Regions from separate parts of the Mus musculus genome. Here region 1 is linked to region 2. Evidence: chromatin contacts called from public HiChIP or PLAC-seq data. All regions are on one chromosome and are shown on one strand. The core of a region is the stretch at or near the end of the contact, and the rest is flanking DNA. Distances in the headings are between cores, read along the strand shown.

What was found. HiChIP or PLAC-seq counts read pairs in DNA pulled down with a chosen protein or histone mark.
Region 1: a FOXA1 HiChIP or PLAC-seq map of pancreatic cancer cells shows a contact between it and region 2. The contact joins two enhancer-like sites. A contact is called at or near these places in 3 of 39 promoter capture datasets (the 3T3-L1 cell line, the C10 cell line and cranial neural crest) and 2 of 115 datasets of contacts at active chromatin or transcription factors (acute myeloid leukemia and pancreatic cancer cells).

Annotation. Positions count from the first base shown.
Region 1 is chr1:88,661,379-88,664,722 of GRCm38.p6, reverse strand. No RefSeq gene overlaps it. Among named protein-coding and RNA genes, the nearest start is that of Arl4c, 39 kb to the left of the region's middle. Within about 2 kb of position 1,817, at least 45 of the 459 cell types and tissues checked have an H3K27ac peak or open chromatin away from gene starts, as enhancers often do. A contact at or near this core is called in pancreatic cancer cells, where this site is marked.
Region 2 is chr1:88,392,387-88,395,679 of GRCm38.p6, reverse strand. No RefSeq gene overlaps it. Among named protein-coding and RNA genes, the nearest start is that of Spp2, 13 kb to the left of the region's middle. Within about 2 kb of position 1,834, at least 6 of the 459 cell types and tissues checked have an H3K27ac peak or open chromatin away from gene starts, as enhancers often do. A contact at or near this core is called in pancreatic cancer cells, where this site is marked.

The DNA of each region.
Region 1 (3,344 bases), core at 568-3,067, 270 kb before region 2:
CAGAGCTGGCCAGTTGGAGTAAGAGAAGCCCAGGCAGAACTTGGCAAGTTATATCATGGAGTTATTGACAGAGAAGTAGACAAAATAGCACAGAAGGTTGATACCTGGCCAGTTCTAATGCTTTAAGGCTTATTATAAATATAAAGCTTTTGTGTCTTTTATCTGGTCTACGGTAGAAACCTCAAATTAATTTAAACTACAACAACATTGAAAACATCACCCTCTCTATTTTCCAAAATGATTTGTCTCTCTAATTATTACACTAATAATAATTATCAATTATTCTGAGGTAACAAAGACATAGGTGGCTGGGTCTGCCTGTTGGGGTTGCAGGAGCTAGGGATTCTAGACATGTGATGAGGGGATTGGGTTTATATTCCCCCCTTAGATCAAGGGTGACCTTATCTCAATTTATTGCATGTATAAAGAGCCTGTATCCCCCAAATGCTCATCCTAGGTCCCGATGGATGGATATTTGGTGTGGGGGGGGGGTGGGGGGGTGGGTATTGCCTAGGCTAGTCATCATGGTTCCTCTATATATCAAGATGGCATTTCTTCACATTTCTAATGACTGAGTGGCTGCAAATGTAACTTTCTCAAAGAAAAGACTCTGCTAAACAACTCACTGTACTGTAAAGATTGTCTGCACCCCAGCCACAATCCGAAAAAGAAATAATAGGCTAACTGTTAAGCAACTTTTCTGTGGGACTGGATTAAGAATAGAGAGGGCCAACCTGGGAGCCCAGAAGGGTAGAGCTAGCTTCTGTTCAGAAGGTGGGAGGAGAGAGAAGGCAGGGTTGAGCGGAGGTAAGAAGGTCCAGAGATAGGCAAGCTCAGATCCTGGAAATATGAGAAGTCAGGGAATAGCTATGACTTCCCAAAGGTTTGACTCACAGGCCACAGTCCTACTCATGGGTCTTGAACATCCTGCTCTGGATTTTCGGCCACTCAGGACACACTCAACACCTCGGGAAATAGAAAGTTAGATGCCAGAAGGATAGAAATGGAAGAGAGGGAGGGGTGTCAATTTAAAAAGGAAAAAGAGGAGTTTCTCCTCGCCCTGGCATATGGCCTCTGACCAAACTTGTGTCAGTCTCTTCTGTGCATTTGTTCTTTGGGACCTGCAGGGCTCAGCTGCAGAAAGAATCCTGTGGATAGTTTAGGGATATCTCAACCCTACCTGCCTTTAGCAGGGAAAACCTATTTTAAGTCAGTTGGACAAGCTCTCTCCACCTTGATGTTTCCTTGGCCCGCCTTCTGAGCTGAACCCTGCCTTTTTCCTATTGCTAGCCTCGGCACCTAATTGATAGTTCTGGCTGAAGCTTTGTGAATAGTTTAACATGTAGCTCAGGCTGGCCTTGAACTCCTGATTTCCCTCAGCCACTAGTGAGCTGGGATTACAGACAAGGAGCTCACTGTTCCATACAGCATCTTTTGCATCTTTTACTTCATTTTCATGCTTTCTGTCCTTGGCCACATTCTAGCACATTCTGCTACTCCTGCCTCTGCACTGACCCTGCAGCCTTTCACGGAGAGCCCTTCCTAAGAGGCAGCCACAGCAGCAATCATGAAGGAAGGAAGTCTGGCCAGGCCCTTCTAGCACATGGCCAACACGACTCTCATTTCCTTTTCTTTCTGGAGTTCTTTTCAAAATGATCTTTCTTTCCTGCATATCTTTTTCTTTTTTTCTTTTTTTTTTTTTAACATTAAGGCTCACATGGAAAGAATTTGTTTAGCTTGCAGTGGTACAGGGGCATGAACTGTTTGTATAGTGATTCATGCACTCTGGACTGCTAATGGGCACGGGACCGGGGCAGGGAGTGTTAGCTGGAAGACCAAGCCATAAGTTTTGCTGCTAATGAGAGGTGATGGCAATCCAATGCATCAGAATATAGTCTCGATAGTAGGCTTCTTCGGTTTGGCAGTTTGATTTTCTGGAACACTCTTATGTCTGTAAGGGAAAGAGGAGATGGAAGCACCAGAGAGCAGATGTGTGTAGGTCAGGATGACGGTTGAGTTTAGTCTATATGCACTGTCTCATTTTTTTCCAAGGATGCTTAAAGAAGCCCTGGAGGTCCTAAACAGATGAGGCACACAGATCTAGCAGATCATCTGGTCTACCTCCAGCTTCCAGTTTCATGCATTTTATCCCGGAAAACTGGGCTTCAGGGAATTCCATGATATTCTGGTTTACTGTTTTCTGAACCTCAAACATCAACATTAAATAGATCTGCTTGTGTTTCTGATACAGAGATGGGATGGACAGAGGTCTTATACAATTATAAACAGATTCCTGGATTATACATAACCAGAAACTCGAGCCCCCACCCCTGCAGCCACTAGCCATGTTACCTCAGATCTGCTTAGTTGGACCATCCAAGGTTTCTGGAAAATTAAAGAGTATGACAAGGTCTTCCTAAAGTACTCTAGGTGGAGGATATCTACAGTAAGGAACATGGCTTGAAATCATGGCTGCAGTATAGATATGCTAACAGCAGCAGATAGGACCTTTTCAGAGGCTCAGTGAGGCCTTTGAGAATATCTCAGATTGGGATCTGCAATCCTGGAAATTGCTTCCTGTCCACGTCAGATGTGATTTTTTTCTCACATCTTAAGGATTGTCTAGAAGGCTGTATTGGCTACTTCTCTTCTTGCTGTGACAAAATAGCAGACAAGAACGACCTAGGGAAGGAGAGGTTTATTCTGGCTCACAATTCAAAGGGCTATGGTCCACCATGGCTGCAGAAGGCATAACGGTAGGATAGAGAGGCAGCTAGTCCCGTTCCATTCACAGCCAAAGAGATATGAATGCCGAAGCCCTGTTCCCTTCTCTCTTCAGTCAGGGACCCCAGCTCACGGAACAGTGCGGCCCACATTTACAGAGGATCCCTTCTACCTCCACTAACCTAACTTAGAGACTCCCTCACAGAAACACTCAGAGGTTGGTTTCCATTTAGATTCTAAATCCTATTGAGTTGTCAATCAAGACTAATCATCAGAGAGGGTCAATTGTATTTGTTTCCTGTGGCTGTTAGAATCACCAGACTACTGGTAAAAAGCAATAGCAAGTTATTTTCTTAACAGCTCTGGAGGCCAAGAGTCAAAAATCCATTTCACTGGGCCTAAATCAAGGCACAGACAGTGCTACCCTCTCTCCTATAGCTATAGGGAAGAACCCATTCTGTGCCTCATTCAGCTTCTAGAGGATTTGAAATTCCTTGACTTCTGACAACACCCATTTCTGCCACTATGAGCTCATCACCATCTTCATCTGTTAAATCCACCCACCTCTCTTTCGTAAGGACTTTGTGGTTGCATTTAAGAACTGCATGATGGTACCAGAG
Region 2 (3,293 bases), core at 585-3,084:
TGGTGATTATTCTATTTCCAGTTGACTGGATAGGTGCTATTTCTGGGTGTCTGGGAGTGTATTGCAGGTAGGATTTGTGTATACATTGCTACAATCAGTAGAGACATGGGGTGGAGGACATCATCTATCCCTATAAGATCTGAGAAGGAAGAGAGAGAGAGGTGGTTCTCTCTCTCTCTCTCTCTCTCTCTCTCTCTCTCTCTCTCTCTCTCTCTCTCTCTCTTTCTCTCTTGCTTCAACATTGACCTCTCCTGGCCCCTAGACTGGAACTTGAGCCCTCTCAACCCTGGTTCCTAAGATAGGACTCTGGGTGAAACTGCAAACCTATTGTGGGGCTTCTCAGTTTAATAAATCCCATTCCAAAGACACTTTCCATTGGTTCTAGAGAACCTTACCACATGACCATCCACAGTGATCACAAAGCTCACAGACAGGCTGGCAGGGTTGTCATCAAATCCACAGACTTGCTTCCATCCTCATGTGAGGAAGAACTCATGGACTGGAAACACAAGGAAATAGGATGTGCTAAGAAATATTTCAAGTAGGCAAGAGGGAAGAAGGGAGGGAGGGAGGGAGAGAGAGAGAGAGAGAGAGAGAGAGAGAGAGAGAGAGAGAGAGAGAGAGAGAGAGAGAGAGAGAGAGAGAAGGAACAAGGGCCTGGGGGCATCCCAGGGCATGCTGAAGAATGGTGCTGTTCAAGCACGCAATCCTTACTGGGTGCCTGCAGTGTCCATACAGAAAGAACAGAACAAGCCAGCTGGATGATGGCTCTCCCTCAAGAACTCCACAGCCCTCCAGGGGGAGGGGCAGTCTAAACAGAATATATTGAGGACCAATAACCACAGCCTCCCAACCAGGACGGCAGATGGGGAATGGGTTATAGGTCTGTCAAGGTGCTGAAGTTTTCATTTAGCATGAGGTATGGGTACCATGAGTAAAGGCATTAGGGAGGTTCCACAAGACAGAGGTACCAGAGGCTGCTCTGCAGGCAGAAGTTCTCAAGACAGGCTGCTTGGAGGGAGTGACTCTAAAGTTGGACTCTGGCAGAAGCATGCAGGGTTTTGTGTGTGTGTGTGTGTGGGGGGGGGTCAGAGACTTCAGGTAGGAGGGATAGTAAAGGCTGATAGAAGTAAGGAATGGGGACATGAGCTATGCACAAAGTGCCATGCTGAGATTTCAGAGCCTCCCAGGCTACCTCATCTAATCTTCTCACCCCTCCAAGGAAAGGAGGCCATTCTACAGACAAGAAAATCAACACAGGCTACTTGCATGATCTCCTCATCAGAGAAGCTCCCAGTGAAGGCAACTTGCCCCATCACTGAGAGAGTCTCTACAGTTTCTTCTAGAAGATCCCCCAAGATATGAAACAAAGGAGAGGGAAATCTACAAGGAGGTAGTGCAGCACTAGCAGCTTGGTCTTCCCAGGGTATGGAGCACTTGCGTGGGTAGTGGTCAGCTCCTCCTAGGAGGACATGCTACTGAGCATAGGGCAAGAGGACTCTAAGGCAACTACCATGATTTTTATGCCCAGGCAGCTGCCCTGAAGTGAGATAGGCAGGGGATGTCACACAATGAGCCTACAGAGATAAGGCAGGGCTACTGAATCCCCAATACCATGAATTAGGACACTGGGTGCAATCAGTGGTGATCCACTGATGAGGAGAAGTCAGCCTCCACCCTGAGTCCTAGGGACATGTCTCTCAGCATGATGCAGACATAGGTAGGACCTCATTGCCTGGCACAACGTGGCCATGTTCTAGAAAATTCTGTGTGCTCTCCTGATCTGCGTGTGCTGTGCATGTATGAATGCAGTGGTAGAGGCCAACCTGGGATCTCATGCATACTGGACATACTGGGCAAGTACTCTTGCCTGAGCCTTAATTCAGCCCAGATCTGGATACTGTCTTTGGTTTTGGTTTTGTTTTTTTCCTTCTACTTTTAATTGGTTCGTTGTGAATTTCACACTATGCACCTAATCCCACTCATCTCCCCCTCCCCTCATACCTGCCCTCTACCCTTGAAACCTTCCCCCGAACAGAGAAAAAATTCTTTCTGTGGAAGCTGTGGTGTGTCACAGTGTGTCCCACAGTTCACCCTTTTGTCCACACTTCTTTGTTTGCAAATGTTCATCGCAATGACTCATCTGTCTGGTGTGAGGCCTCTGGCTTCTGCTAGTCTATCAATACTGGACCCTCGCTGGGACTCCTCTCGGATTCACTGTTGTTGCCCTGTGTCATGGAGATCCTGTAGTTTTGAACCTGTAGGACCAGCCCCTTCATGCACTCCAGCCGTTCACTGATGGGGTACATGTTGGGATGAGCCCTTTCAAAACCTTGGATCTGAGAGGTATATGAGCTGGTCAGCTCAAAGGCTCTTCTATTATCATGCCCTCAGGGCATCTCACCACCACCAACCCCTGCAACCAAGGCCAGCTCTGCTCTGTTGCCCCAGTGAGACGCAGGACCCACTCTCCTGAGTGTTGTAGTTGGTGAAGGACATGGTCAATTCTCCCACTCTTATGACCCTGGGACTGTCTTTCCTGCCCACCATAGATAGTGAGGGGTGAAGGAGAAGAGGAGGGTGTCTCTCCCACATCCCTCATCTGCACCACTGTCCAGTAGACAAGAGGCAGGGCCGGTTCTCCCATACTCACACCCATGGTATTGGCTCACCTGCAACCCTATACAGGGCCAGCTCTACTGTGCTCTTCAAGTGAGATGCAGGGCCTGCTCTCCAGAGAGCTATAGCAACTGAGAGGCAGGGACAGCCCTCCTGCTTTGATGACCTCGGGCCAATTCTCCTGCCTGCCATAGATGGTATGGACTCAGGGGTGATACTCCCACTCACCCACCCACGTCACTGCAAGGCAGACAAGTTGTGGAGCCAGATCTCCTAAGCTCACACACTCAGTTTCACACACACACACACACACACACACACACACACACACACACACACACACCCATCTACTGCCAAGATCAGCTCTACTGTTGTGCCCTGGCAAGGTGCAGTGCCTGCACTCTCGAATGCTACAGCTGGTAAGGGACAGACAGAACTCGTCTGCTCTAATGATCTCAGGGCCAGGTCTGTTGCCTGCTGCAGGTGGTGAGAAGGAAGGCAGGGGAAAGGGTTATCTCTCTCTCTCATCCATGTCACCATACAGGAGACAAACAGCAGGGCTTATGCTTGCATCCTGGGGGCTATCTCACTCTCAGTGTGTGGGCCATACTCCGAGTACTACAGCTGGCTAGAGGCAGGGCCAGTTTACCCACTCTCATACTCCCAAGGGCCAG